Linked DNA regions of Mus musculus: region 1 is linked to region 2. A link is a contact called in public promoter capture Hi-C data. All regions are on one chromosome and are shown on one strand. Each heading gives the region's core, a stretch centred on a gene start, on an enhancer-like site or on the middle of the called end of the contact. The rest is flanking DNA. Distances are from core to core; before and after follow the strand shown. Region 1 holds the start of Bud13 (BUD13 homolog). Region 2 holds the start of Cbl (Casitas B-lineage lymphoma).

Evidence for each region. Promoter capture Hi-C pulls out the DNA fragments that hold promoters and counts their contacts.
Region 1: a promoter capture Hi-C map of pre-B cells shows a contact between it and region 2, with 4 times the contacts expected there. The contact joins the promoter of Bud13 here to the promoter of Cbl in region 2. A contact is called at or near these places in 1 of 39 promoter capture datasets (pre-B cells) and 1 of 115 datasets of contacts at active chromatin or transcription factors (large pre-B cells).

The regions. Positions count from the first base shown.
Region 1 is chr9:46,280,787-46,284,359 of GRCm38.p6, forward strand. Bud13 (BUD13 homolog) reads left to right here and starts at 2,226. Exons shown (of 10, transcript NM_146000.2): 1 at 2,226-2,387. The coding sequence starts at 2,245. It overlaps Zpr1 (ZPR1 zinc finger), which reads left to right. Exons shown (of 14, transcript NM_011752.2): 14 at 252-1,857. The coding sequence ends at 386.
Region 2 is chr9:44,231,925-44,235,394 of GRCm38.p6, forward strand. It overlaps Cbl (Casitas B-lineage lymphoma), which reads right to left and starts at 2,122. Exons shown (of 16, transcript NM_007619.2): 1 at 1,776-2,122. The coding sequence starts at 1,964.

The DNA of each region.
Region 1 (3,573 bases), core at 976-3,475, 2.0 Mb after region 2:
GGAAGGCCCATATATAAAAGTACTTAGAACTGGGGGTTAAACACTTGTATGCATGTACAGGGGCTTGGGTTTGATACTAGCATACACACACACACACACACACACACACACACACTTTTGCAGAATGTAGCCGTGGGCTCTAGAGACCCTGCAAATCCTGTGCATTTCTTCGGAGGTTGAGAGTCAGCCGTGGGAGGGGATGGCGGGCTGCACAGGCGCTGACCGTCGTCTGTCTGCTCTTGGCCCTGCAGAATGTGTATGCACCTGAAGACGATCCAGAGATGAAGGTCGAGCGGTACAAACGCACCTTTGACCAAAATGAGGAGCTCGGGCTCAATGACATGAAGACAGAGGGCTATGAGGCGGGCCTGGCCCCACAGCGGTAGCAGTGGCCAGCTCACTGGCCAGCTACAGTGCCACTCACACTGCAGGGTTATCTGTTACTGTGGGGAACTGACGAGGAGTGCTCAAGCCCTCGTCCATGGTGAAGAGGTTACCACTTGAGTTAGAAATGTAAGCACCCAAGATTAGCAGCTGACGGACGAGGCAGCTGCAGCCCTACTGTGCTCCTTGACCTTCTTTTGGAGGTTTTAAAGTCGGCGTGAGAAGAATCCCAGAAACACCAGGCGGTCTGCCATCACCGTTTGCCTGTCAGCTCTCTGACCTCCAGTGCTGGACCTTTGAAGTCTGGGGAAGTGAAATACAAGTTTCTGCTGGCTCTGGGCATGTGAAGTACTGACTCAGCAGGGAAGGATGTCGGAGGGGCCGAGCAGGCACAGGTGAAGACGCCACATTAAAGTGATGGCCTTTAAACGACACCCGCCTCTGCGTTCATGTCCTTACTGATTACCATGTGCTAGACTAAGCTGGGTCACACTGAGTCACACTCAGCTCCGAGGAGACTGAGGACAGCTTGGGCCATGCAGTGAGAGTCCGTCTTCATGAAAAGAAATGAGGAAGGAAAAACCAGTTTAGTTTCCTAAGCAAATCTTTCTTGAGGTGGCTGCTGTAGAGGCAGCATTTGATTCACTCCAATAGGCCATCCTGTCTGCTCTGAGCCAGGTACACCTGTGTGGAGTCTAGCTGTTCTCATGCAGCTTAAAGCAGTCTGGAAAAGCAGGGTGGCACACACCTTTAATCCCAGCAGAGGCAGGTGGTTCTATGAGTTTGAAGCCGATTTGGTCTACAGAGGAAGTTCCAGGACAGCCTGGGCTACACAGAAAAACCCTGATTCAAGACAAAACGAATTCAAACTGGATAACCAGCACCATCCTTGTTTGGCCTCTGCTAGCAAAAATTAGAGCCAGGCAGTATGAAGATGTGTGGGTTCCTGTACTTACCCGAAAGTTCTTATTATCTATAAAGGAGGCTAATAAAACTGAAGGGTAGGTCATGGTGTCCAGCCACTTGAGAGGCTGAGGAGGAAGGCTAACAAATTCAGGGGCAGCTTAGGCAATTTAGATCTTCAACATTCAAAAGAGTGGGGATGTAGTTCTATAGAACTCCTGCATACCATGTGCAAAAGGCCTTGGGTTTAATCCTCGGTGCTGGATGAAAGAAAAAAAAATTGTGAGGGTTAAGTGAGAAGTCATAAAACACTTAACCCTTTATAGAAGAAACTCCAGAATCTTCCTGGTTTCTTTGCCACACTGACCACGAATCCATTTCACTGGGAAGAGTTTATATCATTTTTTAGAAAGACATATCAAAGGTGAGAAGGTCAGTACAGGTTTGATAAAAACCTATCAAACTTTTATAGTCACAAGTTTGACTTCCCCTAAATGGTACCCGGAAGCCTCTTCCAGCAGACTTCCCACCAAAAGGTATTTATAGCAATAAAAGTGATTGAAATTGAAACGTTTGGTACAGCGTCCATTATTAAAACGCTGCTCAAGAATGTGCCCCTAGTGGTACAGCTATGGTAAGTCCCACCATTCATACAGGTGTTCTTCCTTACTCTGGCGCTGATGCTGCCAGGGTAGGATCATGTTACATCGGCCTGTGGCTTCTCAGCTGAGACAGCGTGGGCTGCAGGCTGTTGCACCGATTCGTCGTCTCAGGAAAAGCACAGCCAGCCCGAGATGCACGCACTCTCCCCTGGAGCCTCTTAAGGCTCAAGTCTTTAAGTCCAGCAGTTCAAAAAGTCCCCGTCCTAAAGCTTCCGCTTCTGGCTCCACCCCTACCGTTTCGCGTTGAAGAATTTTGTCCCCCACGCCGAGCTGTTGCCCCGCCCTCGCCGCTGCCATGGCGGCAGCTCCGCCACTCACCAAAGCTGAGTATCTGAAGCGTTACTTGTCTGGGACAGATGCTGGCTTGGAAGGAGGTCCCGAGGCCGGTCGCAAGCGGCGCAAAAAACGGCCGAAGCCTGGAGGCGCTGGCGGCAAGGGGTGAGTGGACTGGTGAGGTGTCGCGCTGCCCGGTGGCGCCCTCGGCCGCAGCTCTTCCTCGTCCTGGCCCGCGCGGTGCTGCCGACCCCGGCCCGAGCTCAGGCCCCGCTCCACTGCCCCGGGGCGGGATTGTAGCTGCCACTGGCAGCTCAGACCTCATCCTCTGAGCAGCGCCTTCCTTGTGTTAAAGGCAGCTAGAACTTAACTCACTTTCTCCCCGCGTTTGTAGCTTACGTCGTTCCATGTACAGATTGAAAGTCGTGTCCAAGAATAGCAAAGCTGATTCAAACCTTTTTCTTTCTCACTTTATTTCTCTCTTTCTCCCTTCCCTTCTCTTTCTTTCCTTCTTCTTTTTCTCTTCCCTCTTCTTTCTTTCTTTCTTTCTTTCTTTCTTTCTTTCTAGATCCAAAAATCTCTTTCTGAGGGTTCCAAAGTGCCAGGAACTGATCTGGAATCAAAGACCCATATCCTATTACTCACATCTACTACTAACAGTAACAACTAAAATGGGAACAGTTCACATCCTGTGCCTGGCCTCTTTCTAAAATAGTTGACCATATAGCTTTCAGAACATTGTAATGGAGCAGACATTTATATTAAACACTATACTTCCAGATTGCAAAGAGATGTGCTGAGACAGAGTTCAGATGAAATGTCCATTAGTAACTTGGCCACTGGAATCTGGAAAGGTTGGGTTAGGATATCCAACATCAACCTACAGAACAAAAGGAAATGTCTGTATTTGTAGGCTTTAGAGCAGCAGCCCTAAGTTTAGCAGCTTACTGAAGGTGCTATTTTGGATAGAAAGTTGAAACTCTGGGGGCTAATTCCATTCTCACACTCCACCCCCAGGTCTACTAAATGCTTATCAGCTTAAAGAGAGTACTAGATAGGATACAAAGTGTGGCTCACCCTCTCTGTGGGGCAGTATCATGGTCTAACAGTATTATTACCGTATGGTCCATTGAACTGGGTCGAATTAGTCCCTCATTTCCACACTTCTCTTCATTAGAGCTTGAGCATGACCTCATTTATAGATGGAATCTTTGTGGTGTTACCAGTTAAGATGAGCCTATATTCAGTTAAGGTGGTGTTGAATTCAGTGTGGCTGATGTCCCTGGAAGAAGGGGCAATGGCATGCAGGGGGAAAGTTTAAGCTTTGGAGCAATACTGATTAGAATTAGAA
Region 2 (3,470 bases), core at 872-3,371:
CAGGAGGCAGCCACCCCAGGCTCCATAGCACCTTGTCTGGCCTCAGTGGGAGAGATTACAGAGACTTCAAGTGACAGAGTCAAGGGGATACCCAGGGGGACACCCACCTGCTCAGAAATGAAGGGGAGGGGGATTGGGGAAAAGGGGTGACCAGGAGAAGGGTGACCAGGAGAAGTGTGAGGGATGTGAGTAAGAAAACAAACAAACAAAATGGTTACATTCCCTGCCATCTCCAGACAGTCTTGGTTATACTGGGCCTGGAGAGACTGTGCAGTGGTTAAGAGCATTTGTTGTTCATGCAGAAGACACAGGTTCAATTCCCAGCATCTGGCTCGAAAGCACCCATAACTCCAGTTCCAGGGAACCCAACATCTGACTGCATGCATGTGATACAATCATACATGCACACAAAATATCCAAAGTAGTCAAATATTTTAAAAAGAAAAACAAGGTATCAGCATATCTTTTCAATAAAGTCAGTTCCACAACACCAAAATAATCAGCATACTTATGCCATTAATTGCAATATCAACTGGGACCAGGGAGGGGGGCTGCCACAATTCAAATTACTTAATGTAGGGGGGGGGGGGTCAGCCCTGGAAAAGTGGCTCTGAAACCTGGTATGGAGTGCAAGAGTGTTAATTCTCACACAAGACTTATTAAGCATTTATATAGCAGTTACATTGGCCAAGTGCTTCATAATCATTTTATTGGCTGTTTCTAGTCCAAAACAACCCATAGAGAACTTTACAGAAGAGGAACCTAGGCCCAGAGAGGAACCAAAGAAAACCAAATTTACTCCGGAGGAAATAACACCATTCACTTACATGCCGGGGCCTCCTAATCACATTTATCTGCAGTAGGAATGTTGAAAAAAATAATAACTGTGGTAAGAGTTAAGGAAACAGAGCACTGACTTCCAACAAAATGTTAAGACAAGATTGTGTATTCACGTTTAAGTACTGGGGCCAACTACAAGACTACATTATACAGGCTCAACTGTAAGGAAGTAAGATTCTCCTGATTGACAGACTTAAAGGGCTAACCATAGGCAACCCCACCCCCGCACCTGATTTTATAATGGCTATCAAAGGGGTCTTAAATAATAAGCAGGTAGGCCCGTTACAAAAATCAAACACTACAGCCCAGCGAAAAGCACCGAGAGCAAGCAGGAAGTTCTGTAGAAGTCAGACTATTAATTCAGCACGCTCAGTCAGTCCACCTTTCGAAAGATAATGGTTCTAACCAGAACTTGTGGTTTAACCAGTGCCTATCTCAGCAGCAGCGATGGATTACATCCAACACTTTGCAAGACAAAAACTTAAGCCATCCTTAGCGGAGAAGGGAAGTTCCTTCCTTCCCTGCCCCCATTTAAACCCACCTCTTTTTCTTTGATCTGTGTGCTACATCTTAATGAGAAAAAACTATAAGCTCACCCTGACCGCAGTCAGCCGGGCCGCCTCCTGAACCCAAGTCCCTCACCCAGGGCGACTCCTCTTCCAAACCCGGAGCCGTAGCCGGCAGATCCAACACACATCCCACCCCCAGCACCCCAGGCCCACCTCCCGGGGCTCACTCGACGACCCACATCCCCAAGCTCCGCACCCCCATCGCACTTCCGCCCGGGTGGCGCGGTGACCAGCCCTCCCCCAGCCCCCACCCCATCTTTGTCTGGCTCCCCCACACCTCAACGTTCCCAACTGCCAACGGCAGCCCTCCCTGGCGCCCCACCGCCCACGCCCACCCGGCGCCGCGCGCGCCCGCAGGCCGCTCACCTTGTCCATGAGCTTCCAGCACTTCTCCACCATCTTCTTGTCCACCGTGCAGGGAGGGTGCGGGCTGAGGTGGTGGTGGTGGTGGTGCGGCTGGAAGGCGTCCTTCATGAGCCCGATCAGGCCGCCCGCTCCCGAGCCCCCAGAGCCGCCGCCGCCGGCGCCCGAGCTCTTCTTCACGTTGCCGGCCATGGCCAGCGGAGGGTCGGGAGCCCGCTCGGCCGCGAGCGAGGGAATGGAGCCGGGCGAGAAGGAGGGGCCTCTCCGGCAACCACCGCCGGCGCTCGCAGCCCAGGGAGTGAGAGGGAGGCGCCCGCCCTGAGGCGCGCCCCTGCGCGGGCGCGAGCGCGGCCGGCGCAACGCGGGGGCGCGCGCCGGAGACGGGCAAGCACGGCACGCCGCGGCGACCCCCAACGCGCGCACGAGCTCGCGTGCACCCGCGTGCCCCGCGGCTCCCGGAAAGCCTCGACCAAGTTTCCGCGCCCACTGCTCCCGCCCTGACCCACTGGGACGGGCGGGGCGGAGCCCAAAGAAAACTCAGTGCCTGCGCCCTCTGCTGGAGAAGAGAGGAATGGAAGGAAAGAGGTGGGGTCCAAGGTAGAACCTGCGCACTAGGCAGAAGAGAAGCCTGGCCGTCCATGTTCGTTGTGGCCTGGGCTTGTTGCCTCCGGGAGTTGAGTCATGGCTGTGCTCGGATTAAGACGGGTAGGGATGGAAGGAGTCTTCTAAATGTGGATATTGAGCTTCGAGTTATCTGCCTCATCTTGTGGAAAGATGGAAAAAGAAAGCCAAAGTTCGTTTTCTTCCCCTTAGTGTTTTTATTTTTGTGGTGATTGGAATTGAACCTACGACCTCACACATCCTAGACAAGTACCCCACCTTGAGCTATATCCCTATTCCACCATCTTGTTTCACCATGTAGCCCTGGCTGCCTTGGAACTCGCTGTGTAGACCAGGGTGGCTCTGAACTCACAGAGATTCACATGCCTCTACCTCCCGAGCGCAGGGATTAAAAATCGCCTTGGTATTTATAACCCTCAAAGGTTGGGAATTCAGTTGCTGCAGCTTTTTGCAGACTAAGTCACATAAAGGTTTAAGGTTAAGGACACTCGCGTCTCACGCGCTTCTTCCAGACTTTTTAACCTTTTTAAAACAAGTAACTTCCTTTTGATCTTTTTCTTTCTGAAGAGCAATTCCTTTTCTGGGAACTGAATATGTACTTTAAAGATATTCTATTGCTCAGCGGAATGCGCTGGCGGCACGAGGCCCCGCCCACAGAGGCTGTGAGCCACTTGCATGGAGGGAACAGAAATTCAGCTCCCGGACACCTTCACTTCCCTAATCTTCAGACTTCACTAGAAGTACTTTGAAAATAGGAACTTCTTTTCCAAAGAAGAAGAAAGTACCCAACCTTGGTTTGCTAATATTTTTTTAGCTCCAAAACCATTTGGTGACATTAAGTACTCAGTTCTGCCACCAAGCCTTTGGCTGGTAGGTTGTTGAACTTGTCCAGTACTTGAAGAAAGAAAACAGTCTCTGAACACCAGAATTATTCAGTCCCACAACTTTGGGTTGCAAATCAGTCATTTTTTTTTTTTTTTTTCGAGACAGGGTTTCTCTGTGTAGTCCTGGCTGACCTGGAACTCACTCTGTAGACCAGGCTGGCCTCGAACTCAGAAATCCACCTGCCTCTGCCTC